2 separate regions of the Arachis hypogaea genome follow, and region 2 is linked to region 1. A link is a contact called in public Hi-C data. All regions are on one chromosome and are shown on one strand. The core of a region is the stretch at or near the end of the contact, and the rest is flanking DNA. Distances in the headings are between cores, read along the strand shown.

Evidence for each region. A called contact is a pair of places that touch in the nucleus more often than the background predicts.
Region 2: a contact with region 1 is called in a Hi-C map of leaf, with 3 times the contacts expected there. The contact joins the enhancer-like site here to the promoter of LOC112707552 in region 1. A contact is called at or near these places in 4 of 8 Hi-C or Micro-C datasets (leaf and an unstated tissue).

The regions. Positions count from the first base shown.
Region 1 is chr8:42,090,859-42,094,987 of arahy.Tifrunner.gnm2.J5K5, forward strand. It overlaps LOC112707552 (probable inactive leucine-rich repeat receptor-like protein kinase At3g03770), which reads right to left and starts at 1,729. Exons shown (of 7, transcript XM_025759316.3): 1 at 1-1,729. The coding sequence starts at 1,452.
Region 2 is chr8:42,138,915-42,143,043 of arahy.Tifrunner.gnm2.J5K5, forward strand. No RefSeq gene overlaps it. Among protein-coding and RNA genes, the nearest start is that of LOC112707554, 9.6 kb to the right of the region's middle. Within about 2 kb of position 2,082, at least 3 of the 3 cell types and tissues checked have open chromatin away from gene starts, as enhancers often do.

The sequences.
Region 1 (4,129 bases), core at 479-2,978:
AATCCGCTGCAACACGGATATGGACAAGGATCTTGAAGAAGCAGCTACCATGCCTTCCTTTTCCTTTTCCTTTTCTTCTTCCTCTTTGTCTTCGTCTTCCTCTTCCTTTTTCGCCTGGCTGATAACAATCTCCAAGGTCGGTTTCACAGGTGTTTTTACAACACTACCCTTCTTATGAACCCGGCTAACTACCAAAATAACCACTCCAACAATCAATGCTCCACCAACTATCCCTCCCATACTGGACACGAGAACCGTTTTTCCGGTTGTCCTCTTGTGATTCTCTTGAGGAGGCATGATTTTAACAGCAATAGCCTCGTTGCTGCAGAAGCTGGCAGGGTTCTGATTCCGGCCGTCGTCGTTCGATAAACAATTCCCGGCGTATAGAGCGACCGGCTTATTGGCCACTGGTTTCAAACATGTGGGAAGTTCCCCTCTCAACAGATTCGAAGACAAGTTCACGAAAACGAGCTCATCATTACACGTGTCGTTCTTGAACAGCATTCCGGTGAACTTGTTTGAGGAAGCATCAAGGTAACTAAGAGAAGGAAGAGATAACAATGCAGGCAAGAACGGCCCAACGAAACCATTAAGCGAAACGTCGAGTTTCTGAAGCTGGTAGAAAGTGGATAAACCCGAAGGAAGACCAAGCTTAAAGCTGTTATTCTTTAGAACAAGCGAAACCAATTTAGTTGGAAGAGATGGAAAATGAGGCCCGAATTTGTTGTTCTCCAGGTTAAGATCTTGAAGGTTCGACAGATGGCGAAGGCTAGGTAAATCCCCTGAGATTTTGTTATTTGACAAATCCAAAACTCGCAGAGTTTGTAATGTTCTAACTGAATCTGGAACGGTTCCACTGAGCGAATTGTTCTTCATACTAAGCACAGCCAAGCCTTGAAGAGTCCCTATTTCGCTTGGAATAACGCCTTGTAAAAGGTTGTTATCAAGAACCAGTGATTGAAGGTTCTTGAGAAGTGAAATCTGTGACGGAACAACACCACTGAAATGGTTTGAACTTATGTTGAGTATTTCAAGAGAAGATAACTGAGAAATGGTTGGAGGTATTGGACCCCAGAGACCAAGAGAAACGAGAGTGAGGACTTTTAAGCTTGAGAGTGTGGCGAGTGTGGCGAATAGTGTTTGTGACGAGAAGTTCTGTGGCAATGCGTTGGGACTGAAACCGTTGCCAACAACATGCAGCTGTGTGAGATTTTCTTCATAGCAAACGAGTGTGAAGTGTGGGGTTGGTTCAATGTTGCAGAAGTCTGTGTTGGTGTTGAGGGTTAAAAGTTCTTGGGGGTAGCCGAGAAGGTTCTGGAAGTTTTGAAGTGTTTGGGTCTGAGAAAATTGTAACTGCTCTGAGAGATGGAAGGTGGTGGAAAAGAACAGGATCAAAATGAGTAATGGAATTAGGTGTGAGTGGGAATTGGAATTGGAAACTGGTTTTGCCATCTTCAGCAGAAAAACTGTGTAGCTATTTTCTGTTTCACTATGGTTTCTCTTTCTGATCCTCCATGGGCATGATACCAAGTTGTGTCCGAGTGTTATCCCTTATCATGAACAATGAAGGGAAACCCCAAAAGACATTATTTTTCTTGTTAAGGTTCACCTTAATCTTCTATATTCAAGTGTGAATTGTATTGATTAAACACTAAAGCTGTTTGTCATATTCTCTCATGTTGGCAGCACACTTTAAAATAGTTTTAAAGATTTTAACTGTACCAATTATATCTTTAATATGGACAAACGACTAAACTTTTATACTGATTTTTGAAATTTACGATTTTTATTCTTTAGTTTTTTAGATTTAAATTTTTTTATATTGGTCTAATTTTAAGTACTATATATATAGATTTCTGTATTTTTTTAATATTGAGTCAACAAATAAGATGTTGAACTAATTCTGACTTGTCATATTAAACACATAATTAAATAGTATATTTTCGTTTTAACTTTTAAAAAGAGCAAAAATAAAATAATTTTAGAGCATGAAAAAAGATATAATAATTTATACCTTATATAAATTCTTCTTTTTCTTCTCATTTTAGTTGTGTTTAAATATCAAAATAAAACAACGTTGTTTAATTATTGTTCAATATAATAAATTAGAGTCAATTCATCACTTAGTTTATACTAAAAAAATATAATGGTATCCAAAATTAAATCTTCGAGACCAATCTAGATAATTTTAAATTTAAAAGACTAGAATAATAAAAACAATAAATCTGAACAACCATTTTAAAAATTTAGTCATAAAAATACACTATATTAATTTTTCAGTTCCTTTTCTTATTAAGTGACTTATTTCACTATTAAAACTAACGTAATATATTTTTATCAATTTTAGAAATATAATATACATAATTAAAATTGGTCAATTTCAAAGACTAAACTTAACTCATTTTAATAATAATACATTTTAGATTTAAGTTTATTTTTTGTTTTTCATGTTTATGATTTTTTAAAATATTTTTAATATTTAATTTTATTTAATTTTATCTTTTAACATTTTCAATTCATTTAATTTTATTTTTAATATTTTTTATTTGTGTCAAAACTATCTTAAAAGTTTTTAATTTTATTCTTAATATTTTACATAGAATTAACACTTAAGAATAATTTTAACATGGATAAAAAATGTTAAAAACAAAAATAAAAAAACTAAACGTTAGAAATATTTTAAAAAAAATTATAAATATTAAGAATAAAAAAACATTTTTTACTCTAAATTTTAATGTTAAAATAATTTCTATAGATAATGTCGGTTAAATTAGTTTATTGACGAGTCCAATTACTCGTTTATTAGAAAAAATAGACTTGTATTTATTACTGATATGGACTATTTTTAATTCATTAAAATTTAGATCAACATAATTCAATGTATACTAAAATGAATATGAATATGAAGACCATTTTTTCCGCTACTCAAGCAGTTAGCCCAATTAGTATTGTAAGGTATTGTTTAAGCTTTTTCTATTGGTTTGGCAGTTACTAAATTTCTTCATTACAGGTCATTCAAGTTCCCAACATTTAATGTATATTCTATTCAGCATTAAAATATGTACTTTTTTGTTGTGTATCTCACTGAAGCTTGGGATGCTGTGGCCTGGCATCCATTACTATGTTATCGCTTATCATATCTCTTATGTGTTCCTTCCTCTCTATTTGTTTACCTCCCATGTCACAACGAAGTGGTCCATCATCCTTAGGCTTAATTTTAATTTTATTTTAAAAGAATGTTGTTACGATGGGTAACCGGAGATTAATGGACCGGACTGTATTGGCCGGTCCGATCGTTAGCGGAGGGTGGCTTCCGAGCAGTTTGTGCGCCTAAACCTCCTTCCGACTTGTGTACGTGAGTGAATGGGGGGTGGTACCTGCAAAGACACTCCGATGCCTAAGTTAGCAAGGGTGTGAGCAGGTCTAGAATGTATTGGAACTTAGAGATACCTGAAGAGTGTCAGTGTATTTATAGTGGTGAGCCAATAACCACCGCTGAAGTAGTGCCACCCTTTTAGGGTGATAACCGTCCCTTTATCTTAGGGAGGTTAAGATATGACTCCTGGAAGTGGTTAGAGAGATTTTAGGGGCAGTTACTTGTTTGGATTGATGTTGATCTGCCAACTATTTTCCGTCCCGACTTCTTTAGAGCGAATCGTAGTCAAGACCGACTTCTCAGTACGAAGGTCGGTGCTCAGCAAGGCTCAATCCTTTGGACTAGGCCTTTCATTTGGACCTGGGCCTTTATTATTGGGCCAGGGTATGAACAGTGCCCCTACTCGAGCCCAAGATCTCTTTAAGACTTGGGTTCGAGTATTTTACTCGGGTTCGTAGCCGACTTTCTTGGAGGAGACGAGGGTTTTCAAACCGACGTGATTTTCTTGACCTTTTGTTTCTGACAGTTACGTCTATTCAAGCGTCGTGTCCGTTAGGGAGGCGCCTAGGGATTGATGGCTTTGGTAACGGTGCACTCTTATTAATAACTGCCCCGTTTTTACCATTATGCCCCTAGAGTATTTATAAATACTTTTCCCTCTCTTTCATTATTTTCTTTCTGCGATTTTTCTAATTTTTCTGTTCGTTCTTCATTTGTTCGTGCCACACTTCTGCGTCTCGAAGCTTTTACTTC
Region 2 (4,129 bases), core at 832-3,331, 48 kb after region 1:
TCTTTAAATTATAATTGTGTCAGCTACCTGTAATATTGTGAATAAATTAAAGTTTCATCAATTAAATTATGAATTTACACATCCTTCCATTGTTATTCCAAAAATCCTTGGCAGTTAGCACACGTCAGAGAGGAATATCTTGTGAAGCTCGTGACACATTTTTCAATTGCATATGCATCCAGCATCCCTCCCTCCCACGGTGGCACCTGTGACTGAAAGTGACAAATCACAAATGATCCTGGGACCATAGTTCACGGGTTGATTCTTTTCTAGTTTATTGTACTTGGAATATAACTCAACTGACTTCAATATAAAAAGGAAAAGAAATTAATTAATAAAAATTAATAAAAATTCCCAGAATATTGTTATGTTTTTAAGTTTCATCATCTCGTATTGTTTTTTCTTTATGATTTAATCGTAGTATCTTAGTTTAACATTCCTGTCAAAGGAAAGTAGCGATGTTAACGTCTATACTGTACTCCAGCGGTACAATAATAATTTTTTTTAGAATACGTCCATAATAATAATAATAATAATAATAATAATAATAATGATTGTTGTCATCGTAACTAATTTAAGTTCGTCAAATAGTTAATTTATTTGGCTTAAACAAAAATTAAGAGTTCAAATTTTGTCTTGTATATACTATGTAGTAATTTATTAGTTAATAATAAATCTTTAAATAAAATTTAAGTTTGTGACAGATTAATTTTTGGCTTGTCGAATTAAAAAAATTATCATTGTTATTATTAATATTACTATATAAAATTCAAGAAATAACTAGTGTCTAATTTATATTCCTAAACATACTCAATTAACAGAGCTACACATACAAATCATTTTTGTTTACAAATTTTACAAGTTGGGTCTAACACGTGCGTTACAGAAGAAGAAGAAGAAGAAGAAACGTGAATATAAATGACTTGTATGATTTGTATGGAAAAGCGTTATCTCTTTGCCTTCGATCTCCTTCTATTTTTTTTTATTTTCATGGTTTCTGAAATTAAGTTTTGAAATTGTTTTGAAAATGATGGAATTTCAGAAATACACCCGAACGATTACAAAAATACACCCAAACGATTATAGAAATACATCCAAAGGATTACAGAAATACACCCAAACAGTTACAGAAATAAACCAAACGATTATAGAAATACACCCAAAGGATTTAAGAAATACACCCAATATAGGGAGAGACAGTATATTTCTTCTTGAAATCAATACACCCAAAAAATTATAGAAATACACCCAAAGGATTACGAAATACACCCAAAAAATTTAAGAAATACACCCAAAATTCGTTGAAGTAAACCTTATGCATAATTCAGAACTCTTTCTCTTTTTCCTCCTCATCTTCTGCTGCTGCTTCTTCTTCAAAAACGATTTCAGAGCTTGATGTCAAAAAACAATGGAAACCGAGAATAACGAAGAAAGAAAACAAAGAGAAAAGCACGTAAATGAAGAAGAAGTACAGAAAGAGGAAGAAGAACGTGTAGCAAGAAGAAGAAGAAGAAGGAGAAAGAGAAGGCAAGAAACGTACCTTGAATAATGTTTCTTCGTTTTTTCTGGTGATTTTGATGAAGGAGAAAGAGAAAACGAAAAGAGGAGAAGAAATTTCAATAAAAAAAAGAAGGAGGAAGAGAAGAAAAAGAGACACAGAGAAAGAAGAAGAAGAAGAAGAAGAAGAAAAAGAGGCAAAAAAAAAACGTAAAACGACATATTTATAAATGACTTGTATGACTTGTATAGAAAATCACTTATATGTGAAGAATTACTCTTAACAAAAGTAGTTATTTATCTATTTTGTCTTATAATTTCTGTTTTTGAATAATAACTTTCTTTAGAAAAATATTTTTAGATATAAAATGCATGCATTTTGGGCCGGAAGAAAAAAAAACTATGAATATGATTCAGATAATCAGATATGAATGATTTATATCTTAAAATTGGACTTGGGCTTTTCTTTTCACCTGCAACTTCCGAACCTTGGTTGTTGCTTCTTTCAAACTCAAATCACTTGACCAAAAAAAAATAAAATCAGTTAGCCAATAAACTTTAGTTCAAGTGGTATATGTTTAGGGTATATGTTCCTCTTTCTTATTAAAAGGTCTTAAATTCGTGCCTCATTTAGTGTAAATTTGATAAAAAAAAAATATCATATGTGTGTAACTTAAAATTGATTTTTGTCCAATCAATTCACTAAAAAAAAAAAACTCAAATCAGCTATGTCTAGAAAAAAAAAAATCAGATGACTAGCAGGACACAACTCACACAAGCTGGTTTCGGTTTATAGAAAAAAGTATAAATATAATTTATAAAAATTAATATATATTTTTTAGTACATAAAAGTAAATTATTTTAAAATTTATTTATTTATTTCATGATATTAAATTTATAATGTATTAAGTAAATTTATTAAAACGATTATATTTTATATATTTTATTCAAAGAATATATTTTAAATACATATAATAAATATATTAAAATAATTTATTTATATTATTTTATAGCATATTTTTTTATGATATAAAATATAAAAATATAATTTACTGTCACAATAATACTTAACAAAATAAATTAATTAAAAAATTAGATAATTTTTACGTTTTATCGAATCTAAAATAAAAAATATAAAAACTAAGATAATCTTTTTATATAACAAATACTTATTAATATTTTTTAATTATTAATCATGATTATATATATATTTTTTTACTAAAGATATGAACTCGCAACCTCTTAATTAAGTATGAAAAAATTATACTATTTGAGTTATTATTTATTGGTTGATTATATATATTATTAAATATATAATATTATAATTAATTATATAATATTTTAATTTTTGGTTCTTCCTTATTTTTAGATCCGTTCCTAAACCACAGCAAATACCATTTCGGAAATACTAATCCAATAACCCTCTTTTAAAGAAGGCTATCATAATCCAAGAAAGAAGCTTACCTGGAAATTGCCATGTATGGGAAGACTCGGACCATGTTGGTGCCGCATTGATATAAGGTGGAAATTCAGGTGAAGTCGACTTCATCTGAATTTTCACCTTGATATAAATCTTTTACGCATCAATTTCGTTAGATAATTTATAAGACTAATCATCTTCAGTCAACTCTTAACATGCATCCCAAGACCCATAAAAAAAAATAAGAGGCTGTAAATCTTTCTTTTTTAGTAATTAAATATTTCATTCTATAAAAATTGAATTTTTTTTATTTGTTAGCAATTATTAATTAAAAATTTATTCTCGAATTGTACTTGTTTCTTTCTTAATAATTATATGTTTCATTTTGTAAATATTAGATATTATTTTGTTAGAATTTATGACTTAAAAATTGATTCTCAAGTTATTGTAGATGTTTTTTTCTTTGTGAAAAAAATATTCGCATTCTAAATTCCATTACATTTTTTTATTAAGAAACGAAAAAACATCCAAAATATATCAAAAAAATCTAACTTATATCGAATAAAACATCTAAATTACATAAAAAAAATATAAATCACATCAAAAAAATTCAAATTACATTAAATTCAATTTTAAGGGGTGGTGGATGTTTCTTTCTTTATAAAAAAAAATACCAAAAAGATCCAAATTATATCAAACAAGACATCCAAATTACATGAAAAAACATTCAAATCATATTAAATACATTTTCAAGAAACTGTGGATGTTTCTTTTTTTGTAATTGGATGTTTATTTCTTTATAAAAGAAACATCCGCATTCTAAACCCTAGTACATTTTCTACTAAAAGACGAAAAAACATCCGCAATATAAAAAAATTAAAATTATATAAAAAATCTAAATTACATCGAAAAAAAGAAGAACGATAATGGCGGAAGGTGAGACGCGATGGAGGACGGCAAGTGGCACGATGGAGGAGTGCAAAGCTACGTGATAGGGAGCGGGGAGGCACACATCAGCGGTGACAAATGTAAACAACATACAAAATAAGTGGAAGAAAGAAGATGAGAACGCATACAGTGAGTGATTTATGATTAAATATGTAAAAAGTACAAAACTTAATTTTTTGAATTTCAATATTAGATTTAGAGGGGAATTGGCTTACAGCAAGTTGTCCCCTATGATGTTATAAGCTAGCAGAGTTATATCAAACC